Regions from separate parts of the Mus musculus genome. Here regions 1 and 2 are each linked to region 3. The links are chromatin contacts, called in public promoter capture Hi-C maps. All regions are on one chromosome and are shown on one strand. The core of a region is the stretch at or near the end of the contact, and the rest is flanking DNA. Distances in the headings are between cores, read along the strand shown.

The links. Capture Hi-C pulls out chosen DNA fragments and counts their contacts.
Region 1: a promoter capture Hi-C map of liver shows a contact between it and region 3. A contact is called at or near these places in 1 of 484 Hi-C or Micro-C datasets (bone marrow-derived macrophages) and 1 of 9 other capture datasets (liver).
Region 2: a promoter capture Hi-C map of liver shows a contact between it and region 3. A contact is called at or near these places in 1 of 39 promoter capture datasets (the C10 cell line), 1 of 484 Hi-C or Micro-C datasets (cerebral cortex), 3 of 130 datasets of targeted methods (the NIH/3T3 cell line, extraembryonic endoderm stem cells and large pre-B cells) and 3 of 9 other capture datasets (adipose tissue, liver and pancreatic islet).

The regions. Positions count from the first base shown.
Region 1 is chr15:67,340,199-67,343,834 of GRCm38.p6, reverse strand. The region is part of intron 7 of 1700012I11Rik (RIKEN cDNA 1700012I11 gene); the gene reads right to left. Among named protein-coding and RNA genes, the nearest start is that of 1700012I11Rik, 120 kb to the right of the region's middle.
Region 2 is chr15:66,929,145-66,932,732 of GRCm38.p6, reverse strand. It overlaps Ndrg1 (N-myc downstream regulated gene 1), which reads left to right. Exons shown (of 16, transcript NM_008681.2): 16 at 1,625-3,415. The coding sequence ends at 1,866. Among named protein-coding and RNA genes, the nearest start is that of Ndrg1, 39 kb to the left of the region's middle.
Region 3 is chr15:67,132,972-67,136,854 of GRCm38.p6, reverse strand. All of the region lies in intron 2 of St3gal1 (ST3 beta-galactoside alpha-2,3-sialyltransferase 1), which reads left to right. Among named protein-coding and RNA genes, the nearest start is that of Gm31400, 35 kb to the left of the region's middle.

The sequences.
Region 1 (3,636 bases), core at 310-2,809, 210 kb before region 3:
CAGTATGGCTGCATCCCATCTTCTTTCTCCATGCAGATTTTTATACATCAGGAGGGATCCATGCTCAGTTTCCTAGGGACTCAACTGAAAGAACTCTGCCCTTGCTCCCTTCCCAGAGGAGCTCTGGCTGTAGACACCCCTTTAGAAAGCTAGCAGGCAGGATGGGAGGGTGTATGTTCAGCATCTAATGATTTGCTCAATTTAAGGTCTTCTTCCCTACTCCAGCTCCTACTACAAGGATGGATGCCTCAGAGCAATGCTTGCTATTACAGTAAAGAACATACTATGATATCACAGCTATTTGAACTTGGAATGTGAGGTGAGGAGATTTGTTGCATTTTTTTTTGGTTCTTCCTGTGGCTCAGAGCCAAGTCCAAAGTACCAGCACCCTGAGAGGGAGGCCACATGGCCAAGGACACAAAACTTACAAATTACAGGAAAGGGACAGAACACAAGTTCTAGTTCAAGTTCTTAGCACAGTCATCAATGTTGCCTCTAATCTGTAGCTCTATAAATGTCTGTTGGGTATGTACTATGTCCTGGACACCACCAAGTTTACAGCGGTGGTTTATGTCCTCATGATGGTGACAGCCACAATTCCATTGTCAACAATAGCCTCACCTCTCAGGGCTGAGATGAGAGGATTCTATTTGAAAAAGCTCTGCCACCAGACCATTCCCTGGTGATAACATGATGTCCTGATGTCCTTCTATACCCTTTTTGAGAGAATTCTTTATTTGCCCCTAGAATAAAGACACTTCCTGAACAATGTCATGATCTCTTTCAGGCAAAATCCCAAAGGAGTGTTCCCAGGGATGAAGATGGATAGATCCTGCACTTTGCTTGCCAAGAAGGATATTTTCCCAAGTCAAATGTTCTTCACCTAGTAGCACCCTGTTCATGAAAATTTCCTGACCACATACATTGGATCTTCAGAGCATTTCCTCTTTCATCTTATGTGAAAACTTCCATAACTATTATCTTAATATTATATATTTGTATAATATCGGTGGTCTAGTAGTGTTCAGAGAATTTTGTCTTCTCTTTTCCCTTTTAAGTGGTTCAAAAAAAAAAAAAAACAACTATGCAGCAAGGTTAAATCAACATCATTATGTCTTTATTCTTTATAGAATTAGTGTATGAAGAGTCTCTATAGAAGAGACTCAAATGAAGGACTATCTCAGAGCCTGGTACTCTTGTACCAAGCTATGTAACCTCTTTATATTCGTTTGCTTGCAATGAACAATTATTCCAGCACATTAGTGTGGATTCCTTTAATGTGAATACTTAACTGTATTGATCTATTTTCTCAAATGACATTTCCTTAGAGGGTGACACATCCCATCTGTATTTGTGCTGAGCTAAGAATCAATAATGCCTGTGATGTCTAAGTACTCCTAACACTACACAGGGCAGAAAGGGAACCGATGCTGCATTTGTATAAACTATCTTGGGACATATTTGATCATATTATAGCCGCACACACCAGCACTTACTTCATTTCTGCTATTATTATTTAACTAAGTAAGGAAATTAATACTTTCTGTATGCACAGTACATTGCAACATGTTTGTAAAAGGAACTGGGGCACTGTGAGGAATGTGGGTCGATGTTGCCAGTGTTCAATTGTGCTTGCTTTAGCAAGCCATCTCCTTCTCTGAGTTTCTACAAATCCTTAGACACTATGAATATTAGTTTTTGACTTGGTCCAAATTCAGGCTGATGCCCTCCTGACATCCTTTATCACAAGGTCCCTCATCCTTTCACAGAGTCCCATTTACATATGGGACCCACCACACACAGCAGAAACCTGACCAGAGTGGTGAAAACAAGCAGAATTTATCTATGTCCCAATATCAGTATCCCAGTGGTGAGTAGCAGAAGACCAGAGTAAAAGCTCTAGGATGCCAGGAGGGCCCCAGACTTCCAAGCAATGACATCCCACTATATGGGCTTTCCTTGTTCTACTTAGGACCTGGTGGCAACAAGGTGGCTTCTGTGTACACACTGTGTGCAGAATATCAACATTACAAACAGCAGAAGAGGCAGAACAAAAAGACACGTGGTTTTCTTGAGACTTTTCTCTTCCATTCACAGAAGCATTTTAGGCTAGCTCCTGAAATCCAACAATGAGTGCTCACCTAGTATTGACTACAAGGAAATCTGGGAAATTAGATATTTGGCTATCCAACCTCTGTAAGAGAAGGAAAAGGGATGAGGAGGTGGAGGTGGGGTGTGAGAATCAGTCTATAATCTATGACCCAAGCCTTGCATATATTCAGAAAGCTGCTTGATGAAATTCAATAGCAGAGAGCCCAGGCTGGTAAGATTTCTCTGTTTTCCAAACATCTCTCAGATCCCAAGAGCTGGGGAGGCAGCTGTAAACAAGTAATTCAAACACAAAACACTAAGTGGAGGTGGGAAATGGGAAAGGCAATTAAGTGTAGGCAGGTGAGAAAGGTTAAGTTAGGCACAGAATGGAACTGGCCAAAATCCCACTTATTAACTGAATCAGGAAATAGTGACTGTCTTAATTTGTTCAGGCTACTATAACACAGAAACCATAGATAGCTAACTTATTTAAAGGAAAATAAAAACAGTAATTGGTTTCTCATGGATCTAGAGCCTAGGAAACCTACCATTAAGCAATTGGGTATCTCATAAAGGTCTACCCTCCTGGTTTATTAGTGGAGTCTCTCTTGCTGTGTTAGCACGTGGCAGAAAGGATGGGCATCTTTTTTTTTTTTTTTTTAAAGATTTATTTATTTATTATATGTAAGTACACTGTAGCTGTCTTCAGACACTCCAGAAGAGGGAGTCAGATCTTGTTACAGATGGTTGTGAGCCACCTTGTGGTTGCTGGGATTTGAACTCCGGACCTTCGGAAGAGCAGTCGGGTGCTCTTACCCACTGAGCCATCTCACCAGCCCTGATGGGCATCTTTTTAAAGTCTGTTGTAAGGGTATGGATTCTCTTCATGAGGACTCCATCCTCATGACCTAGTAAATCTTCAAGCCTCCAACTTCTGTCTCACTGAGGATTTGATTTGAACATAAATGTTGGGGCAAAACAAGTATTCACTTAGTGACAGTGTGTAAATTGAGAGCACAGCCTCCCCAAAGTATGGTTGAGTGGAAGGTTTTGATTGCAGATATGAGGGAGAGTACATACATAGGCATCTGGAAGAATCTGAGTAGGACAGATAGGAATATACTCAGCATAGACTCTAGATGAAACTGGAACATGAAAGCAAAGAGGGGGAAAGAGCAAGGAAGAAAAGAAGAGAGGGAGGGAGAGGGAGAGGGAAAGAGAGACAGAGAGAGACAGAGAGACAGAGAGAGACAGAGAGAGACAGAGAGAGACAGATTGAGAGAGAGATCCAAGAAGTTGCATTGCAAAAAATAGGTAATATAGAGCCGGGCAGTGGTGGTGCATGCCTTTAATCCCAGCACTTGGGAGGCAGAGGCAGGCAGATTTCTGAGTTTGAGGCCAGCCTGGTCTACAAAGTGAGTTCCAGGACAGCCAGGGCTATACAGAGAAACCCTGTCTCAAAAAATACAACAACGACAACAAAATTGGTAATATAGTAATATGGGTCTGGAGAGATGGCTCAGTGGTTAAGAGCACTGACTGTTC
Region 2 (3,588 bases), core at 918-3,417, 200 kb after region 3:
GATCTAGGAGAAAAATAAAAGGGAGAGACACAGACCCAAAGGGTGGGTTGCTGAAACAGAAGGTTCCAGCTCACAGGCTGCCTGCCTGTGATCCTGGGCTCCTAAGACTCGTCCATTGTGTGTCTGGTGTCATGGGAAGCTGTCATTTCCTGGTGAGGTCATCAGGACTCAGAGATTTGGGTGGAGAAATCGAGACGCAGGAACAAACATAGGGGTCACAGATGTGCCCTGACCCTACCTCTTTCTGAATTAAAAACAGGCTGTTCTGAGATGGTATACTTCTGTTGTCTCAGCATTTGGAATGAAGAAGTGGAAGGATAGTGAATTCAAGGTCTTCCCAGCTACACAGAGAGTTTAAGGCCAGCCTGGGATAAATGGAGCTTTGCTCAAAACCAAAAACTAATGGATAAAAACAACAACCAGGAAGAAAAGGAAAGAAAGGAAAAGGAAGGAAAGGAAAGGAAAGGAAAGGAAAGGAAAGAAAGAGGGAAAGAAAGAAAGAGAAGGGGAGAGAGAAAAGAAGGAAGAAAGGAAGAAAGGGAAAGTCAGACAGACAGACAAACCAGGAACAACACTAATTCTTTAAGGAGTGAATTCCACTGAGCAAGGACTAATCCAATTTTGGGTGTCTGATCTAGGGCTGTGCTTCATTGGGGTGTGGCATTAGTCACCCCAATGAGTAACCTAAGAGATCCCCACAAATAAAGCTCTTAAGCGTCAAGAATGCATTTTTCCTACAACTTCAGAGGCTGCAAATCTGAGGTCAAGGTTTGGACAGGGCTGGGCTCACTTTTCAAGGCCCTTTCTTGCCTTCTGGATTCTGCTGACTACATCATAGGCCTTCTGTGGCTTCTGGCTGCATTACACCAATCTCTCCATCCATATGGGGTGGCTCTCTCTTGTTTTCTTTTTAATGATATTGGGCTTTAGATTAGGGATCATTCTAATCCAGAAGGACCTTGTCTTAACTAAATATCTCTAAGTATTCCAAACAAGGTCATATTCTGAAGTTTCAGGTGAGCATGAATTTGGGGGGAGCACTGCCACCCTAGATAGGAGGAGGATTGTCTTGTATCCCATTCTGTCAGTCATCTGCTGTGGTATGCGCAGTTTTGGTCATGCTAAGGTTTGAGAGCTAGCAGGCTTTTGGAAGGCAGACAGATGGCTAACATTTCCTTAGGAACCATGTGGTGAGACCTTGGGGGTTATTCTTGGGATGTGCAGGAACTAACCTTGCTGGCTTCCACATTCTACTGCCTACTGACAGTACATTTAAGAGGAGGTTACACGAAGTCTTCATTTTGCAAATGAAAATGGGAAGGCTTCAAGTGTGATGATCTGGTGGTCACCTAGCTAATAAGCACATAACAAACTGGGGGTCAGACCCAGGTCATGGCTCAGGACTCTTGCCATGTAATTGTTATGTGCCTTTCCCACATATTGGACTTTACTGTCCTCTTTGTGAGTGACACAGAAGGTAGATGGCTCACAGGATGAAGACAATAGAGAAGTGGTGTTCAGCTGGGCTCTTACGATTAACTGTCATGGCTGGCAGCCAGGGGTAGAGTCCCACACCTGTAGAGGCTTCCTGTATCCTAACCATATTTGTCTTCTGTGTTCCCAGTGCCTTCTGCCAGCATGACTCGCCTGATGCGGTCCCGCACAGCCTCTGGCTCCAGTGTCACATCCCTGGAGGGCACCCGTAGCCGCTCCCATACCAGCGAGGGCCCCCGAAGCCGCTCGCACACCAGTGAGGGGTCCCGTAGCCGCTCCCATACCAGTGAGGATGCCCGTCTCAACATCACCCCCAACTCGGGTGCCACCGGAAACAATGCCGGGCCCAAGTCCATGGAGGTGTCCTGCTAAGCAATCTGTGCATCAGTCACCCTGGACTGGTGGCCTCTCCCTTAGCCCCCAACCCTTGCCTGCCACCCTACGCTAATGCGGTATTAATCTAAAGCTGCTTTTGTAAGAATGAACTCTGGCGGTGGCAGACCCAGGCTGTTCTGACTGCCTCCTGGGACCAGGGTGGGTGGTGGTGGACCAAAGGCAAGAAGCAGTTCAGCGTACTGTTCTGCTAACAAGTGGCCTGGTGGACCCTCTCTCTACCCTCAGACACCAAACTGCCAAAACTAAGAAATAGATAGCTGTAACACTGCCTGGCTCCAAGCCCAGGCTGATCCAGCATTCTGGTTCATAGGCGTTTTGCCAACCTGCCTACTTCCTGTTTCCTCCCCACTAAACTCATTCCTGGAAACAAACTTCTGTTTTGAAAGGAGAGAGAGAGGCAGGAAAGTTGGGCGCCTTATTTTAAGTAGAGAAACCAAGAAAGGAAGAGAAAAAAAGGCAGGGTCTAGGGCAGGTAGAGGAAAAACACAACAAGTCTACTAGGCTCACTTGAAGGAATTGATTTTAAAGTTCTGGACACTGAAACCCACAACCTGTTTTTCTGGCAACCTTTTAACGTGCAAGAAAAACTGGTAACAAACCCCAGGCTTTATAGAGAAAGTGATCCAGCAAATGTGGGGCATCAGTGATTTAAGACTCTTGCTATGCAGTCTACTGTACCCCGCTCCCATTCCACAGTGAATGAGTGGATGACACCTCTGTCCCTCGGGAAGATGGTTTTGATTTGTTGTTGCATTCTTTGAGGCAGAGGGAGAACCCAGCAGGTGACAGGGGTCCTTGTCTGGGATGAGTCTTTAGGATGGGAAGGGTGGGGATAGAATGGCCCTGGGATTTTGAGGACTCATGGTAGGGCCAAGTGCTAGAACCTGGTGGGTGTGATTTCATTGATCTGGAATCTTGTGTGACTGAGTCACACCTTGTCTCCCATAATTGATGTCTGGCATTGATTTGAAACTTGATAGCTGAATGTCTCTTAACTGGCCCATCGCTGGTTCTTCAGAGAGAACCGTATGTTCTAGTGGGGGAAGGACTGGTTTTGGGTTCTGTACATTCCACGGGAACTTGCTTCCCTCTCCTGCCCCTCCTGCTGACTGGGTTTGTAGCATTGGCCTCTTAAGCAATGCCAGCCTAATGCCCATGCTCCATACTACTGCCTTTTGATTCTTACTGTGGCTAACCTTGAACCTTTCCTATAGGAAATGTGATCAGATCAGAGACACTTGATCGTTGGGAGTCAGCCCTCAAGGCCTGGCGACTTCCAGGATCTTGGAGTTGCTAGAGGAAAAGTAGTTATGCCCTATAGGCGGCATGAGAGACAAGGGATCAGTTTACCTGCCAACTCCTACCGTGGAGGAGGAGTTCCACTGACCTTGTGTAGAAAGATCAGGAATCCAGGCCAGGGTGATTGAATGCTGACAAGAAATCACTGTATATGTCTCTCCAGGGCAGTTTCTTAATAAGATGTTTGTATTTATTTCCAGACCAATAAATTTGTAACTTTGCAGTGGCTTGTGTCTTTTCCTCTCCCTATGAGGGTGGGTGTGGCATTGTGGAGCAGGAAGGGGTGGAACTTTATCCTTGACACCAGAGCCCCTGCTGCGTGCCCCTTACTTTTGGAGTTCTTTGCCACAGAATGACACTGACCAGTAGAAATGGCACTGTCTGTCATATAGGTTTCTA
Region 3 (3,883 bases), core at 1,120-3,619:
GTTATTAATCTCTGTCTTCACTGCCTTCACCATCCTTGCCCAAGGGGACCAATCTATTTTTCCAGATGAACTGCTCTTGGGTGCAGCTTCTCCTTCATAGATAATTGTTCTCATCTTGAGGGTGGGCTGTCTGCCCACAGGCCTTGCTATTCCTGGAAATCAAGGTACCTGTAGGTTTAGGGCCATGACTTACCTTTTTGCTTCCATTTGTTTTGTTTCTATTGAGAATAATAAATCTCAGTTATTTCCAGGATGTCATTGAACTTGGCTTTGTAGGCTAGGATGTCCTTGAACTTCAGATGTTCCTACTACCATTTATGCAGAGGTTATAAGTGTGGACCACCATGCCCTGTTTTAGGGATGATAAAGACCCAACCCAAGGCTTCCAGAACGTTAGATAATCACTGTACTAAAGGAGCTACAGTCCTGATTTAGGGTGTTATTGCTGTGAGCAGACACCATGACCATAGCAACTCTTATAAAGGACAACATTTAATTGGGGCTGGCTTACAGTTTGCAGGTTTAGTCCATTATCATCATGGCTGGAGGCATGGCAGCATGCTTGATAGGCATGGTGCTGGAGAGGTAGCTGAGAGTTCTACATCTTGATCAATAGGCAACAGGAAGAGACCTTGAGACACTGGCCTGGCTTGAGCATCTGAGACCTCAGGGCTTGCCACCACTGACTTGACATACTTCCTTCCAACAAGGCCACACCCCCTCATTATGCCAATCCCTGTGAGCTTATTGGGACCATAGTCTTTCAAACCATCACAAGTCCTGACCCAAATACCTATGTTCTTAAAGGGGGATGAAATAGAGAGCTTAGAAGTCACTGGTTTATAGATGGATGTTCCTTGAGTAATTAACATGCTGAGCATCAGAGGTCATGGATTGCAAAATGCAGGTAAATGGGCCTGGCTCTCCCCTGCATGTGGGCCCAAGTGAAGAACATTTTAGCAAAAGCAGCCTCAAAGTGCCTAATAAAAGAGACCACCATGAGACTCTTAAACACTCTACCTGTGCCAGGTGCTCAGCGAGTTTGCAGAGCCTTCTTCTGAGAACAGTGAGTCTCTTCACAGCTCAGCTCCATCCTTCTCAGGTCCTGCAGGTACACTCACCTGTGTGGCCAGCCCTTTGCTGATAGGAGATGAAGGCAATGATGAGCTGCTTCCTGGCTCAAGTCCATCCATCGTGGATCCTCACCTGGGACTCAGAGAAGTCCTTAGAGCAATGGTTCTCAACCTTCCTAATGCCGAGACCCCTTTAATTATGGTTCCTCACATTGTGGTAACCTCCCCAACCATAAAGTTATTTTCATTACTACTTCATAATTGTAATGTTGCTACTGTTATGAATCGTAATATAAATATCCATGTTTTCCAATGGTCTTGGGCACCCCTTTGAAAAGATCGTTTAGTCCCCAAAGGGTTTGCAATTCACTGATTGAGAACTGTTGCCTTAGAGGGTAGACAAGAGGGCCCCAAAAGTTTCTCCCTGGGACTTCCTCTATCTTGGAATAACAACACCTAGCATAAAAGATAGGCTTGGCCTGGGGACTCTAGGCTGTTCAGGTTCTCAAGGACAAATAAAACCATAGAAGGGACATGAAAGTAGGTGTGTAAAAAGACTTTGTCCTTCAGTGATTTCATGGGTGAATGTCCCTGGACCTGGCAGGGGATGCCTAGTTTACCAAGCTACAGGGATGTTCCTTCTGTTCACCGTGCTGCCCTCTCCCACCATGCATTGCAGGTCCCTTCCACCTGGTGGTTCTTTGTCCCTCAGTCTTCCTGCTCTCTGCTCCCTGTGTTTCCTCCATGTCGCCCTCTGGAGCTCAGCAAGATGCTCTTCTGGGGCCCCCTCCCTAATACCTGCTCTCATATGCCCTCAGTGACACAGAAGGTATTTTTCAGAACTCAAGGTGTCAGTCCTGCTCTGTTCTTAAACAACCCAGAGAGAGCTGAGCGTCTACAAAGAGCCACACAGCCAGGGAGCTATGGGGCAGGGATTTTACCCAAGGCACTAAGCAGGAACTCCGCTAGGACCTCTCTGTTCCGCACTTTTTACCGGAGCTGGAACTTTGCTTGTGACAGTGAGTCATACAGCAAGCAGCATGGGCTGTGGCAGTAGCCACCAGCCACCAGGCTAATGAGCACCCGAAGTTTGCTGCCATCCAGGGACTCTCTTTCTATTTAATTTTGATCAAATTACCTTATTGAATTAGTAGTGCTAATTGGCTCATTGATTAGTACAGCCAAGGAGCTATGTTTTTCATTCTGAGGTTGAATTTTAATTAGAATTAGCTACATGAAGCCCGTAGCTTTGAAGCACTGGGCGAGCCTGTCATGCCAGCTAACAGATCAGCCTGCTGGCAGATGCTGCAAAGACCCCTAGCATCTGGACAAGAGACAAGAGTTTCATGCTGCCCATCACAGCAGGGGGGCCCAGCTTCTACTTGCCTTGGAGACTGAAAGCTTTTCTACAAACTTGTTCTCTGTTTACTGGTTTGTGTGATTAGACTCAACAAACAACCAGGGCAGAAAAGACTTCATCTTATTTACAGTACCATTACCATAATCAGGAATGGGGCCAGGCCTGTACTGGAGACCTGGTAATTTTTTGCCAAGTGACTGCAGGCTTCTGACGCAGCATATGAAGCCAGAGGACTGGACCAGGTTTGTGCTGAGGATCCTGCTCTCAACAAAGTCTCTGAACTTGGAAGGGCATCGCTTCAGAGGGCTTTTTTTTTCTGATGCTCACAGCTCAGACCAGCCTCTCACTGTGTCTTGGTTCCTCCCAAGAACTTGAGACAGGAGTTCAGAGCATGTGAACTACCTAAAAAGTGTTTCCAGAGGAGCAGGGCCAGGCAGAAGGAGCTGCAGAGCTTCTGCTGGGGCTAGCCTTTATTCTGATCCACAGCATAGATACCGGCCCCATGTTGGGGGAGGCGAACCAGCTTTCTGGGGTGGTGGGAGGGCTGACTTTCACTCGGAGCTACAGAACAGGGATGGCTCTGTTTTGGGGGACAGGGCCAGCTTCCTGTGGTGGTGGGTCAAAAGGGAAGGGATTTCTAAGGTGAAGCAACTACTATATGACAGGAAACTTGAGAAGCAAAGGAGTAAACAGGTCCTGTTGATCAGGACCCAGTGCTGGGCTTTCTTTGGGTTGTAAATGAATCCGATGACCCTTGGGGTCACTTCACTGGGCAGGCAGGTTTCAGGTGTTTATTTCTTTGGCTGGGATTCAGATACCCAAGGTCCCTTGGGTCCTGTGGATTGTTTTAGAGACGCCAAGTGTGACAGCTCTTTCCCAGGCAAAGGAAGAGTTTGGAAGTGACTCAGAACTTTGTGTGCTTTGTAAACTTCTAGCAACCCACTCTTGAGAGTGGTGACACTTGACGTTCGTTCGTTCGTCTGAAGGCAACATGGGGGAGCTGAGGGTGGGGGAAATTTGCTTCCCCTATGTGAGCAGAAGGCAGCTTGATAAAGCTTGGCAGATCTCCAAATTCCTGAAAAAAAAAAAGATCGTGCAAGGAGTAGGGGGCGTCCCACATGTGCCTTCCAACCTACTGTCACTTCTGTGCCTCTGTGTGCCTAAAGATATCAACTTCCTTTCCTGGAAGCTCTCACCCCATCCAAGTGCAATATGAACTTCCGACCCAGTGGGCCCCAGAGAATGTGTGGAAGCAATGTCAATTTAGGTCCAGCCCCTTGTGCCCGTCTTCAACCCTCATACATCAGTCATCATCGCTATCTGACACAGTGTTTAGCATGTGATTCTAGGAATAGCCTTAGAACACATGTTCACCTCTCATTAGAACACAGACCCTCCACTATCCTTCTCCCTCGCTCCTTCTCTTCTAGAATCAGGCCATACCCTGCTG